Linked DNA regions of Ovis aries: region 2 is linked to region 1. A link is a contact called in public Hi-C data. All regions are on one chromosome and are shown on one strand. Each heading gives the region's core, a stretch centred on a gene start, on an enhancer-like site or on the middle of the called end of the contact. The rest is flanking DNA. Distances are from core to core; before and after follow the strand shown. Region 1 holds the start of FBXL22 (F-box and leucine rich repeat protein 22). Region 2 overlaps USP3 (ubiquitin specific peptidase 3).

What was found. Hi-C and Micro-C count contacts between places; a contact is called where the count stands out from the background.
Region 2: a contact with region 1 is called in a Hi-C map of liver, with 2.0 times the contacts expected there. The contact joins the enhancer-like site here to the promoter of FBXL22 in region 1. A contact is called at or near these places in 3 of 16 Hi-C or Micro-C datasets (blood and liver).

Annotation. Positions count from the first base shown.
Region 1 is chr7:44,601,592-44,608,711 of ARS-UI_Ramb_v3.0, reverse strand. It overlaps FBXL22 (F-box and leucine rich repeat protein 22), which reads left to right and starts at 5,009. Exons shown (of 2, transcript XM_015096995.4): 1 at 5,009-5,366. The coding sequence starts at 5,032. It overlaps USP3 (ubiquitin specific peptidase 3), which reads left to right. Exons shown (of 17, transcript XM_060417834.1): 17 at 1-2,479.
Region 2 is chr7:44,735,440-44,742,649 of ARS-UI_Ramb_v3.0, reverse strand. All of the region lies in intron 1 of USP3 (ubiquitin specific peptidase 3), which reads left to right. Among named protein-coding and RNA genes, the nearest start is that of CA12, 100 kb to the left of the region's middle. Within about 2 kb of position 5,634, at least 34 of the 54 cell types and tissues checked have an H3K27ac peak or open chromatin away from gene starts, as enhancers often do. A contact at or near this core is called in liver, where this site is marked.

The sequences.
Region 1 (7,120 bases), core at 3,760-6,259:
TTCACTTTGAATAAGTAGAGTTTTTCTTGTTTAGGTTAGCAGCCTTTTAAAATTGTTTTCAAGAAAAGTACGCACCAGCACTGCTGCTGCTAAGTCGCTTCAGTCGTGTCCGACTCTGTGCGACCCCATAGACGGCAGCCCACCAGGCTCCCCAATCCCTGGGATTCTCTAGGCAAGAACACTGGAGTGGGTAGGCACCAGCACTACTTAGCTTTAATTCAAATTGAAATCTGGAACCAGAATCCCATCTAATGAAGCTTCCTGTGCTTTCCAGAAGTGTTTTCAAGCCAGCCTGCTGGTCTTGGGGTGCTGTGCTTTCCAGAAGTGTTTCAGCCAGCCTGCTGGTCTTGGGGTGCTGGTGCACAGCGTACAAATTAGTGAGAGGAGGGAGCTCCGGCTGGGCCTGTGCAAGAGGAACACGCCCATTTTCATGCTCGCTGTTTGTTCCAGTCGGTATTTTCCTCCCATCCCAGTTCTCTACAAGTTCTTACGGGGGTGCAGAATGCAGTTTATGTTAAGCCAGCCAATCAGACTTTCTCATATTATTTTTTTCTGTTAAAAAAAATGGTCCAGATTTTAAGTGTATGGATGTAAAAGAAAGTTGAGTGGCACCCCCCCTAGCTTGGATATTTGAAGCTGCGGGAGCAGAGCTGCTCCATTCCCACTTTAATATTAGCTGGAAAAATCCCACATTTTCTCAGAGCAGAACACACCTGCTAAACTGTTTAAAATAACTAGGAGCAAATTATGTCTGAACATCTACTGTCCAATACAGTGGTCACTGGCCACGTATAGTTAAGTGTTGATTTTAATTAAAAATATATTGAAAACTCAGTTCTTCAGTCACACTGGTCATGGTTGAAGCTCTCAGCAGCCACTGGGCACAGGACCACCCAGGGCTGGACGGTCCACCTGTGTGCGGAGCTCTCTGACACTGCTGGGCTAGTTTCACTGCCGAGAAAAAAGCTTTGCCACCATGTAATCTTACAACTTAAAGAGAGCCCAGAAGATAAAACCAAGAGGAAAACATGTATTTAAAACAGTTTACAATGGTAAATTACATACTTCGAGCCACAACTTTTTGAACTGCAGAAATGACAGTCTCACATAATTTGATCTACTGTATCAGTACATTAATATCACGTCACTGAACTAGAAACGTGCATCTCCTCTGACCTCGCTCCTATGAATCCAGTCTCTTTTGCTTAGAAGATACACAGCTGTAACTTCTAACATTTGCACTTAGATCACTGCGTGGGCCTCAGTTACAATTCCAACAAGAAAGCCTCGAGCAGTGTTGATGGGGGAAAATGGCCTTTCTACCAAATGGAACTTACAACAGACTAGACTACTATGTTGGGGAAAGTGGTCCTCACACAGGCAACACTGTTGACCTAGGAGATGAAGACACCTCCTCTCTTGAATTTTGCAGTGTTTCTCTCTCCATTTTACTAGAGCAGACATGCCTGAAGGATACCATGAAGGTTCTTTGGAAAAGCGACTGGATCCATGTGAACTGTGCACTTGAACACCAGTGATGTAAATGTGCCTGTTTCTATTTTGAAAATCTAACTGTGCAGCCTTATCACGCCTACTTCGAAAGCTGACCTTCGTGCTCTTCAGGGCTGTTCCCTGGCGCCGTGTTGCCTCTAGCACGTGTGGCTTCCCACTCAGAGAGCAGTGTTGAGGCAGGGCCTCATGCTGAGGCACAGGGCTCCTCGGAACAAAGCTTCCTCAGAAGTCCTCCCACACAGGTGGGTGAAAGAAACAGTTTGTGGCAACACAAATCTCTCTCCATGGTGGAGAAAACCTTTGCTTATCCACTGTATTCTACTCAGTGTCTAGTGATGACAAATGTAATGGAATTAAACCAGTAAAGTGTATGGGCCCTGGTTAAGTGTTAAATGTGCATCTCACCTGTGGAACCTACTCAGCAGCTTGGTTTCTAGGGTTGGGGACATATTTATTTCTTAAAGCCAAACCTCTCCTTCATTGGTTTAGTGTGTGTACATACGTCTGTTTAGATATACTTATCCCACTTCCACCTCTGCCACCCCCTAAACTCTCACGTTCCCTTTGTAGCTGAAGTGGCCTCTTCTCGTGGGCCCTGGAGAAGCTCCTGAGCAGAGTCTGTTTCTGCAGCCAGGAACAGATAAGAGGGGACCAGAGCGTGGCCGCAGGAGGGTGCCCACAGTGCAGGAAGGAGTGGGAGTGGGTGGCGTCATGCTGTAGCCCAAGGTCTGTGCATCACCTCGCTGGGTGAGGACCTTCCCCCTCAGGTCTGACTGCGATGGACTGCAGACTTCCCTCTGCAAGTGTTGGTTGTGTGAGAGGTAATCATTTCCACTGAAGCCTAGTTTGTATGATGCTGAGAGGATTACTTGTGCAAGTGACTGATTTAAGTTGTAATCACAGCCCTTTTCTGCTTCACCTACCTGAACTGTTTCATGGAAAGTATCATTAAAGATCTGGTCTCTTCTCGGTTGACTATTATTTCCGAACCTCTTTCAGTGGAGCTAAGTTAAGTGATGATGTACTTGCTCAAGCTATGGGCCTTTGGAATGAGTCAACAGGTAGCAGGTTTCTATGAGCCTCTCATCACCGAGGGCTGCTGGTACACCTGGGCCCAGACAGAATGACCTGGAGGGGCAGGGTTGGCGGCAGCAGGTCATCCAGTGGCACAGTCAGGTCCCATGGGAGCTCACCCGCACTGCGTGACTTCGTCATGTCCTTCCTTGACGCTGATTTTATGAGAATGAGGTCTGCTTGCCTCCATCAGAGCCAGACTACCCTGAGGAACCAGGCTTGGGGCTCTGAGCAAAGGATCAAACAGGGAAACAAGTGCCACTGTTAAAGAGTCAATACCTGCTTTACAGTAAGCTCCTGTGAGAACCACCGTGTGTCCACACCCATTGTTTTTCTGTTACTCATTTGCCTGTTTCTATCAGTCTTCTAAAACTGAAGACAGAGACGCCTGAAGCCCAAATGGTTTTGTCTCCAGTTCCCAAATCACACGTTTCCTTTTGGCAGCCGTGCCGGTCAGAGGCTGTGGAGGAGCTGAGCTCCACGGGGCAGAAAGGGAGGAGCTTGGAGGAACAGCTGTCAGAACACCCGGCTGTGAGCCACAGCCCTCCCTGCAGGCAGGCATGCCTGTGGACCCACCCTGTATTCTGGGGTGCCTCCTACCACCCCACGTGAGGAGCAGCGAAGTGGCCCGGCTCTGCCCATATTTGCTGCTCAAGCAGAGCTGTTGAAGTGCAGCTTGGGAGACACAAGGAACCAAAATGACTCTCCCCTGTGGCTGGCATGCTTATACTACTATGCCTTTAAGAAGGTGAAAGAACCAACTACTTCCAGGGATCAGCCCTCTAAAAAGTACTGGTTTGGAAAGGATTCAGGAGGGAAATCCTAAAGGCTTTCCAGTAAACACCTGTGGTGTAGCAGTACCTTTTAAATAAGTTTAACTAGAGCCCAAAGAGGGATTCTGGCTAGTCAGCTGTCATTTGAACAATTAAAATGATTTGTGTGAAATATGAGCAGTTCCTAGTAACCCTTTCCTTGAGAAATACATCTTGCTTTTGGCTGTTTCTTGATGTATGTTGTTTTTAAGAAAAGCCACGCTTTCCATGTGACCTTGGCAGTGGTGGGGTAACCTGGGCACAGGGGACCGCTGCACCTGGCTCCTCAAAGCACGGGAGCGAGCCACAGTGGCTACTTTCACCCCTCGGCTGCATTCTGCTTTTACAGGCAAAGCTGCACCAGGTCCAACCAAGCCTCAGTTCCAGAAGAGGATCCTGGCACATGTGCTTCATCCACACAAGTGGAAACAGTATTCCCATTCCTTCCAATTCTCATTATGTGGGAAAAGGAACCAACAGTAACCACTGAGGTGGCCTCATCTAACAGAAACAATGGTTCTCATCTCACGACTGCAGCCCCCAAACCAAGCAGGACATAGGAGACACAGACATAGGAGTTCACAGGAGGGGAAATACGGTAGGGTCTGGTGAAGGACTGGGAGTGAAGCGGTACTAGAAAATGGGTCCACAGATTAAGAAATCTCAGTGTTGTGTTAGGAAGGGAGAACTCATGAATAAAACCTCCAGGCAATTTACCTAGCGGCTTAACTGCCGGGAACTAAACTACACACGTTCACAAGGAGGATGTGTGGCTGGCTTACAGGGCAAGAGTAGAATACTTCAACTTATAATTGCTTCAAGCAGTTTTGTATTGAGTTACTTCATCCATCCTGGCACTTGGGGAAATATAGATTAGATACAGCAGGACACATAACTGGAAAAATGAAAAGCCAAGTAAACAAGTTTAAAATGTGACACACACACAGAAGAACCTTGGAGAGCGAGAAGCTACTTAACACAAATCTCTTATGAAAAAGCTCAGGGTAAAAACAGAGCCAACTGGGAAATCCCTCTGCTTGGAGGGGGGCAGCAGGATTTGAAGGTAGCTCAGCCTAGGCTGGAAACCACTAAACAAACAAAAAACACAGAAAAGGAGCATCGACCACGGCTTCTGCTTACACCTCAGAGCATAAAACCATCACCTTTAGTTCTTCATAGACAGCAGGCTTCTTCACATTGAAAGTAGAGCCGAAGACTCATAATGATGCCCCAGGAAATAAAACCAGATACTATTTACAATTAGAGTCCCTCCCAGTGAGTAGAGACTGCAAGCCCGGACAAAGGTGGTCCAGCCAGCACCTCGAATGAAAATGCCTAAAGAGCTCTCTGCCTAACACCATTGTCAGCTAAAAGGAAAGAAATCCCCTTTAAGGAGGCTATTGAACTTAAATATGCTGCTTTTCTGCTGAAAACATAAGCCGAGCCACAGACTGCCGCACGTATGTCTGGGTCTGGGCTTCCCTCCTCCTTAGAGCGCCAGCACCAGTTGTTGGCCAAAAATAAACGCCATTCTTCAACCATATATGTCCACCAGCCCAGAGCTGGGGAGGAGCAGCTGGAGGTAGGTCAGGTCCCTGGGCTCCAGCCACACTCGGTGTGGCCACTGCGTACCATGCACATCACCCAGCTCAATCGGGAGTGCCTGCTGCACCTCTTCTCCTTCCTGGACAAGGACAGTAGGAAGAACCTTGCCAGGACCTGCCCCCAGCTCCAGGACGTGTTTGAGGACCCTGCACTCTGGTCCCTGCTGCACTTTCGTTCCCTCACAGAACTCAAGAAGGACAACTTCCTCCTGAGCCCGGCACTCAGGAGCCTCTCCATCTGCTGGCACTCCAGCCGCGTGCAGGTGTGCAGCATCGAGGACTGGCTCAAGAGCGCCCTCCAGAGGAACATCTGCAGCCGGCACGAGAGCCTAGTCAATGATTTCCTCCTCCAGGTGTGCGACAGGTAGGCCGCCTCCTGAGCAGCGCTGGCATCCAGAGCTCTGGGAGGCTCCTGGGGGTCTGGGAAGAGTAAATTACGAGACCAAGACGTCTCTGCTTCGGGGAGCCTCAGACTAGGCCCAAGGCAGACTCTCCAGGCCCACCCACTACGCAATCTCCACAGGATGGACAGAATTATGCGGGGGAAAGGGTGCCAGTCTTCCTCTTAGCCTCACAGGTCCTGGAGCTGCTTCCGCAGAGAGGAAGAACTAGGCTTCAGCCTCTCCTGTGCTTCTGGCATCTGTCCTCCCTGGCAGCCATTAAGGGCTGGGTGGGTCCAGCTGGGCCTTCATTTTCAGTGTCAGGCCCCAGGAAAAGGTTTCAAGATTCAGCAATCAGCTCACCCCCTTGACTTTGCTCCTGGCAAGCAAACCCCAAGACCTGTGAAGTGCAGCTGAAGGAGGGTTAGGCTGCTCGGCTCTGGGTTAGATGAACCAATCCAGGCTCCAGCAAGGGTGCAGACAATGGTTTCCTTATGAAAAACTTACTTATCTTCAAAAGTTACTGTGAGGATCAGTAAACTGAAGGGAAGAGTGCTTTAGCCTAAGTTCTCAAATGAGCAAACCAAAAAGTCTGACAGGTTGTGTGATTTGTGCCACAGTCTAGGATTACCAGATTTTAGCAAATAAAGATTCAAGAGGCCCAGATAAATTTGAACTTCAGAGAGAGAGAATAATTTTTGGCATAAGTATGTCCTAAATACATCCTATAATTTGACCTGTCGACCCCACAGTGGCAAGACTCCCTTCAGTGCCACAGCCTCCTGCCCAGAGCAGTCCATGAAAGAATAGTCTTCCTCAGCCAGGCTCTCTCTGAGCCTTTACCAGTCCTGACCTGCCTTTGAGGAAATGATCTCCTCGTTCACTAACAAACTAGGTTCAGTCTGCTTGTTGCCACCCAGGTTTAACAGCTGCTGTATTCCGGCAGCCTAACAAGGAACAGAAGCAAATAGTGTAGTGGCTCCTCCTTTCTTTATTTATTTTTTTAAGGCCATAGAAGAAAATTAGATGGATTTGGGGTTGGTCCCTAATGAGACCATGCCATTTTGATGGGTTTAACAAGACCCAGTAGACAGACAGGGAAGTGATACATGCAGGGCAAAAAGTCTGCCCTAAATTTCTTCCATTCTTGTAAGAGAAGCAGGTATAACCCCCAAACTAGAAAGGTGTGGACTATACTTGTCTGGGTACAGCAAGGGTCACGAGTGTCATAAAAAAGCAAAGGGCTTGGGGCTGAGTCCCCCAGTACTGCTACTGTCTGACCATGTGACCCCCAGCCCAAATATTTAAATTTAACTTCATTTCTTCCCCTGTGAAATGGGATAAACTGCCTTATCTCACAGGCTAATTTTGGATTAAATGACACAGTAGCACTGGCACACAGTAGGTACGGATACCTGTGCAGCAAACCTAGATCTGGCAATCACCTGGGGACAGCTGAGGATGGCTGGGCAAGGAGTCCATGGTTTCTTTTGCTGGCTTCTTCCTGCCTTGGGATTATTCTAAAGGTTCTCAAGAGGAAGGAATCATGTTAACAGCCTTGGGGCTTGAACGCCTACCTAAACCTCACCACCACGCTGAAGGTAACAGTTTCTCTCCCACTTGACAGATGAAGAGGTGGTGCAGCAAGGTTCAGGTATTTGTCCTGAGTCAGACAGCAAATAAGTCACAGGCAAATCACTTGAGCTCCCTGAGCCAGTTTCCTCATTCGAGAAACTGG
Region 2 (7,210 bases), core at 4,385-6,884, 130 kb before region 1:
ATCCAGTCATCGTTGTTGACTGTCCATTGTCTCCAGTGCCTCAGTGTTTTGAAAAGTGACAGGCCTGGATTTGAATCTGGATCTGCTACTTACCAGTCAAGTGTCCTTAGGCAAATTATTCATCTTCACTGAGCACACCTGTAAAATGAGCACTGCTGCTGCTGCTGCTAAGTCGCTTCAGTTGTGTCTGACTCTGTGCGACCCCATAGACGGCAGCCCACCAGGCTCCCCCGTCCTTGGGATTCTCCAGGCAAGAACACTGCAGTGGGTTGCCATTTCCTTCGGCTGAGAGTCCCTTAACATTCCCAGGAATGGGACAAAGTGACATCATATACCTCCCAATATGACACCCTGAGATGAACCCAGCATCACCTTTGGGGTACCCCAGCCAAGACTGTACAGCATAAATCATCATGAGGAAACATCAGACGAACCTGAAATGAGGTACATTTTACAGAATACCTGGCCTAGATACTTCAAAAATGCCCATTGTTAGGAAAGACAAAAAAAGACCAGAGAAGTGTTATAGATTAAAGAATACTAAAGGGACATAGCAACTAAATGCAATGATGATCTGGGAATTTTCTTTGCTGTAAAGGGTTTTATAGGATAATCGTAAAGGATAATTTATAAAATCTGAATAAGGTCTGTATATTAGATAATAATTGGTATCAAAATTAATTTCCTAACTTTGATAATTAGTCTCTAATTATGTAAGAGAGTGTCCTTGGTTTTAGAAAACATACACATTGAAGGAATAGAGGAGTATAATGTCTGCAAATAACTCATAAGCTATTCAGAAAAAAATAATACAAACACATAGCAAGGAAGAGATCTAGAAGAAGGTTAAATAAAGCAAATGTAGGAAAACGTTAATATTTTCCTTCACCCGGGAATCCGGGTGAAAAATGTGCTAGAATTCTTTGTCCTATGCTTGCAACTTTGCTTTAAGTTTGAAACTATGTAAAAAAAATTTACAAAACTTTTAAAGCAATACTAGAGCCACGTCCTGAAGAATATTAGGAATTTGTGGTTGGAAAAGGAGACTTCTAGGCTGAGTGAAAACTTGGGAAAGTATTCAGGAAGATGCTTGGGTGCTGGCGGGACCATTTCATAGAAAGTTACATTTGAGCAGGTTTCAAAAAGAGGTGTCTGCATCCTCCAGGTGGACCACAGGAGGAAAGGCCTTCTAGTCAGCAGCCAGTGGTATGAAAGAGCAGGGCGCTGGCAGGCAGGAGTTAGACGTGGACGAGGCCTGGCTGTGAGCAATGAAGCTGGACGTTCAGGTTGGGGACAAATTGCAAAGTGTGAATACCCTGCTAAGACACTGGGACTTTTATTCTGTGAGCAGGGAGTGATGAAAAAATCCATGTTGGACGCAGTTAGGGAGGATAAATGGAGCAGAGGGGGATGGGAGCCAGGCCACAGACGAAAATTGTACGATGTTTGGGGGAGTGCAACAAGATGCCAAGGGCCCAATGGATAGCATTTTGGCCAGAACAAGAAGGATGAAGTATACATCCCCCCACCTCCAACCCATGGGGAAGCAGATGGGCTCACCAGTCTTGGTGCTCTGATTCCAGTTCCCTCTGCCTTGCAGAGGCCACAGGACACAGGACCTTCCAGCGTGGGCAAGCCTCAGCAGGCTTAGTGGGTGGGCCAGACACTGACACGGAGAGCTAGGGGTGGAGGACCACGAGCCGTGTCACGGTGGATGGCCTTTGCTAAACTAAAACACGCCACCTCCATTCCCGGTCCTGGCCGGAGCGGTCTCTTCCTGTCCCCTTAGTGTCTGCCTTCCCAGGATTGCGCTGTGCTGTCCACCTGGCTGCTGTGGCCAGTGCTGCCCTAGCCCCACCCCAGGAGGCTAAAGGCCCCACCACAAATGGTTCCTTTTATTGCACAACAGTAGGGCATTTTCAAATCAAATCGAGCCAGTCCATTTATTCACTATTCGACAAACATTTGCCTGGTGCTACTGTGTGCTTAAGAGACTTATCTGAGAGGAAAGGGGAAGTGGGTGGGGCAGGAACATGGCTGGGGAGTATTGTAGCAAGAGTGGTTTTTCTCCTCCACGTTTCGGTTTGCTATATCCAAATTAGATGCTTGTTTGTCATCAAATGTGAAAGGAATTGTTATCTTTTTAAAGTCATTCCTGGCTTAATGAGGGTGTAGCCAGGCGACAAGTGGCATCAAGGGGCATTCTGAACAGCTTATTAAACACTCATGGAGCCAGATGATCCCCACATGGCCTGGTGATTATCCTTAATGCATCTCCACTTTTTACTCATCCAGGGGCCTCTTCACAGTCAGGGTGGTTATGATAGTGATGACGAAGATGAGCAGTTGCTGTGTGTCAGGCACTCGGCTAAGTGCTTTTTGCACATTCTCGCCAACCTTAACCAGTTAATCCTGCAAGGCAGGTATTTTATGCTTGAGGAAATCAGGGTTCAGAAAGGTGGATGTGTTTGCCCAAGGCCACACAGCCACTTAGAAGCAGAGTCTGTGTCTGAGCTCAGGTCTCATGCCACCTCCTACCACTTAAAATGGGAAGGAAATTTCAGGTAAGTGAAGAAAAGCTTTCCCCAAGGCGATGGTTCTCAAAACTTGAGCAAGAATCAGCATTACCCAGAGGGTTTATTAGAATACAGACGGCTGGGTCTGTATATTGATGTGGGCTTCCCACATCAGTGGTAAAGACCTCACTTGCCAATGCAGATGTGGGTTTGATCCCTGAGTTGGGAAGATCCCCTGGAGAAGGAAATGGCTAACCACTCCAGTGTTCTTGCCTGGGAAATCCCATGGACAGAGGAGTCTGGTGGGCTACAGCCCATGAGGTTGCAAAGTTGGAGATGACTTAGCAATTAGACAACAGCAAATATATTGAAGTGTGTGAGGCGGGCACTGCTGATCAGCATTTCTGGCAAACCCAGGTGATGCTGAGGCCACCCTGGTCCAGGGACCACTCAGAACCACTGCCCTGTGGGAGAATAGTGAGTTGACTCTGGCTCACCCAACCCTGACCCTGCCATTCGGTTCAGTTGGGAATCTCTCAAATCTCCCCATTTCCTGGATCTGAAAAGGAAACTGAATCAGGTGCCTGCCCCCTTCTTCCCTCTGTCTTCTTGGGAGTCTGTGTGAGGCTGTAGGGGCACAGAGGGTCCCCGGCAGTCTCATCCATTCTCGGTCACTGCCCTCTCTTTCTCTCTGACCCCACAGTCATTCCCAGGTCTCCCCAGCTTTTGCTTACTTGTTGATTCTCTGTGGACTGACCCTGCCTTCATCTCTGTGCTCAGGTGTGAGTGTGAGCTTTGTCACCTTCAGCTCCCTCTCCTGATCTGTGGGGACACAGAGTTGTCTCTGTCGCCTGAGATCCTTGTTCCTCTGGGAAGATCCACTTTCTAGCAGTTTGATAACCTTCCCAAGTTATAGTTTAACATGGGAGTGTGTGTTTCAAAGGCTTGTAGGCTTTTGGACTAGGAAGAGACTTAGCTGGAAGGAGGAAAGGAAGGAAGTGAGCACTTTTTGAGAATCTGCCGTATGTCAGCACACAGCCAGGAGCTTAGTAGTATGTGTCACTGCGTTTACTCTTCACAGTAACCCTATGAATTCGGGCCTGTGTGTGTGTGTTTTATAATCTCCATGAACAGTGGAGAAAACAGAGATTCTAGGAAGTTATGATCAGACTGCTAGGAGCTGAGCCACAATGTGACCCCAGGTCTGTCCCTGCTCTCTCCACCACCGCTGACCCATCAGTTCACACCACTGATGTTCTCTCTAACTCAGAGATGAATTTACTGAGCTCGGCCCATACACGAGGCCCAAAGGCTGACCTTCTAAGACAAACTGGGGTCAGTCGTGCAGTGGTCAGTGCTAAGGAGCTGCCAGGCAGTGGTGGGAGGAGCTGGGGAGCAAGGCCATTGTCAAGTGCTGAGTGACCAGGGGAAAGGTGTCAGGACTCTGGAAGGTTGGCAGGAAGAGCTGCTGGGAGCAGGTGAAGGCAAACAGCACAGGGGTTTCCGAGGAGGAAGCTGCCACCAGCCGGGCCCTCAGCTTAGGCCCAGCTAATTGCTGTGCTGCTTTGAAGAGCCAGGTGCCAGCCTTCCTGGCCAGGTTGTGGGCTTGGGGAAAGGCAGCTTCGGCCTGGCGCATCTGTCAAGTGCCTACACTGTGCCCAGCGTTATGAGGTGTTGAGGCTACGCTTTAAAAAAAAAAAAATTTATTGTCATCAGAGAGCTAACAGTTCAAGGATAGGTGCAAGCGACTAACAAAATCCAGCCAGATAAATATGGTTTTTTGAGTAATTAATTAATCTGGCTGCACTGGGTCTTAGTTAGGGCATGCAGTCTTTTATTTGAGGCATGTGGGATCTAGTTCCCTGACGAGGGATCAAACCTGGGCCCCCTGCATTGGGAGAGTGGAGTCTTAGCCACTGGGCCACCAGGGATGTGCCTATATGATTTTTAATAGGGTGGCTTAGAACATGTGCATTTGACGTCCAGGGATCCTCCAAGGGGCACAGCCGTAGGGAGGCGAGGAGGGGCCCTCTCTTAATGGTCCTGCCCTTCCACACCCAGTGCTTCATGGATCCTTGGTGCACCCCATGGGGCACACAGAGGAGGGAGTCCTGCCTGCCCCTCGGTGGGTGGGTGAGGCTCCCCAGAAGTGTGGTAGCTAGTTGGACTTGGGGGAATAGATAGGAGTTCTTTATGCAGAAAAGAGGAAGAGGAGGTTACTGCACTGCATGTCTCGTACCTTGATTTCGGTGTTGTAAGCACTTTTAGCCTTAGCTGCCAGGAGCAGGGCGTGGGGTGGGCCTCTCAGCCTCTTCCATTCCAATCTGAAAAGCCCCTGCTCTTTGTGTATGCGTCTTCCTGTGACAGTTCCCTTCAGAAGAGTCAGAAGGTCTAAAGTGCTGGCATCTCAGGGTCTGGTGGGTGTGTTCTCAGTTGACGCAGGCTGTCTTGGGGACAAAAGTTAAGATCGATTTCCTTTTTTCCCTCTCTGCCATCCATTTTTCTTCGGCGGCTATCTTCCTAGAGTCCACCATGTAATGACTGTGGCAGACCAGGGACAAATGAGGGAGGAGCCATCAACCATGCCTGTCATCTGTCCTTGTTAAGTCACCGCAAGAAAATGTTAGCTGTGAGTCAATGAAAAGTCGAGCATGAAGCCAGAGGGGACTTTTAAATGTGTCTCTTAACAAGTGGCAAAGTGAAAAAGCAAGTTCTGGGCTGGAATTCAGCAGGGCGACTTCACCCTAGGTAGCTGGGACGAACAGGAGCTAGGAAGACACAGAGAAGGACTCTCAGAAGGATTTTAGACATCAGCTGGGCGGTGGTGGCGGGGGAGGGGAGAGCCTCAGGCTGCCAGTTGGTCATCCAGCCGAGCCAGCACTGAGAGGAGCTTTGGAATGAGGGACAACCAGTCCACCACCCCCAACAGCCCCTCTCTGGGGTCCTCCGTGTCTGAACGCTGCTGGAGGAAAGCTTAGTTCAGCGCCCATGGGGAGACCGCCTCTTTTGGTACAGTTCTGACTGAAGCAGGTGAAGAGTCTGGGCCTCCTGCTCTCAGCCACACCCAGACGAGGCCACGGCCAGGAGCCAGATGGTGATGACTCAGGCGAGGGAAGCCCCAGCAAAGTTACTGCAAACCAGTTATGCAACCTCCGACTGTGATCAACCTCCCAGCCCTCCTTCCTCACCCTCACCCAGCAGAGCGCAGGCGTACTCTGTGTGGGGGAGGAATGATACTGAAATTATAAACTGCACAGTGATTGAGATTTTAATAATCAGGTTGAACTGCAAGCCTGGACAACGTTAAGGGGACCCAGATAAGCTGCTGGCTCTGAGGCAATGGAGAGATCCCGGGCCCAGAAGGGCTAATGCAAGTATGGGAAGAAAGCTAGTTTCGTGTTGGCCCACATAAGGGTGATTATGAAAACAAACCCACCAGACTCTTGGGTTATTTTCTCTTTCGTCTTTTAATTGAGGTGAAATTCACATAACATGGGATTAAGTATTACAACTGTGTGCACTTCAGTGGCATCTAACATATTCCCTAGGTTGTGCAACCATCACCTTTAACAGGTTCCAAAGCACAAAGAATTTTCATCACTCCCTGGGTTGTTTTGTTTCTAATTGGCTGCAGTGGGTCTTTGTTGCTGCATTTGGGCTTTCTCTAGTTGCGGCAAGCAGGGGCTACTCTCTAGTTGTGGTGTGTGGACTTCTCACTGTGGTGGCTCCTCTCATTTTGAAGCACAGGCTTTAGGACATGCAGGCTCAGTAGCTGTGGTGCACCGGCTTAGTTGCCCCATGGTACACAGAATCTTCCTAGACCAGGGATCGAACCCACGTCCCCTGTATTGGCAGGTGGATTCTTTATCATTGAACAACCAGGGAAGTCCTTTGGAGTTGTTTTTATGCCCTTGTTATAGAAGTGATATTAAGGCTCAGGAAAGTGAAGTGAGTGATCCAAGTTCATCAAGTCTGGTAGAGACCAGACTTGAAGCCAATCCTCTAACTCCCCTGGAAGAAGGGAACCTTGTTCTCAGACTTTGGTAACAGCCTATGAACTGACTCCCTGTCTTCTCGTCTCCCCCGCCACCTGTAGTCTTACACATAATTAGTAGATTCATCTCTTACAGCCAGGTTTCCCATCTCAACCTCCCAATGGGTCCTCATTAGCATCAAAATAAAGTCTGAACTCCTTTATCCACTGTAACCTTTATGTTGATGCAATCACCAAGCAACTTGTTTCTCTCCAGTGTGTGGTTGGTCCATGGGAAATGCTCTTGCATCCTCACCTGGCAACCCTGGGACTAGAGGCCAGTCTAAGCACAGCCCCTCTCCTTTATCTTGTCCATCAACTGCCAACCACCTTGCCTTTGCCCTTTAGACTTCTTAGGCAAGATTTGACACCAACGCTGGCTCCAAAAACTGTAAGAAATATGTATCAGGTTCTCTGAGTGTTGTCCCTGGAGCCCCCCCACCCCCTCACTTAACTCAAGGGGAAGGACAGGAACCCCCCTATCTATTTACCTAATTATTACTAACTAAATTATTTTATAGTCAAATAGTGGATGCAATGCAGATAGATGCCAATGTATACATGTTAATTGAAAAGATATTCATGGTGTGTTGAGAGATGCCAAAAGGTAAAATCCTATATATAGTGTATAATTCTGTCTCAGAAAAATATATATAAATAG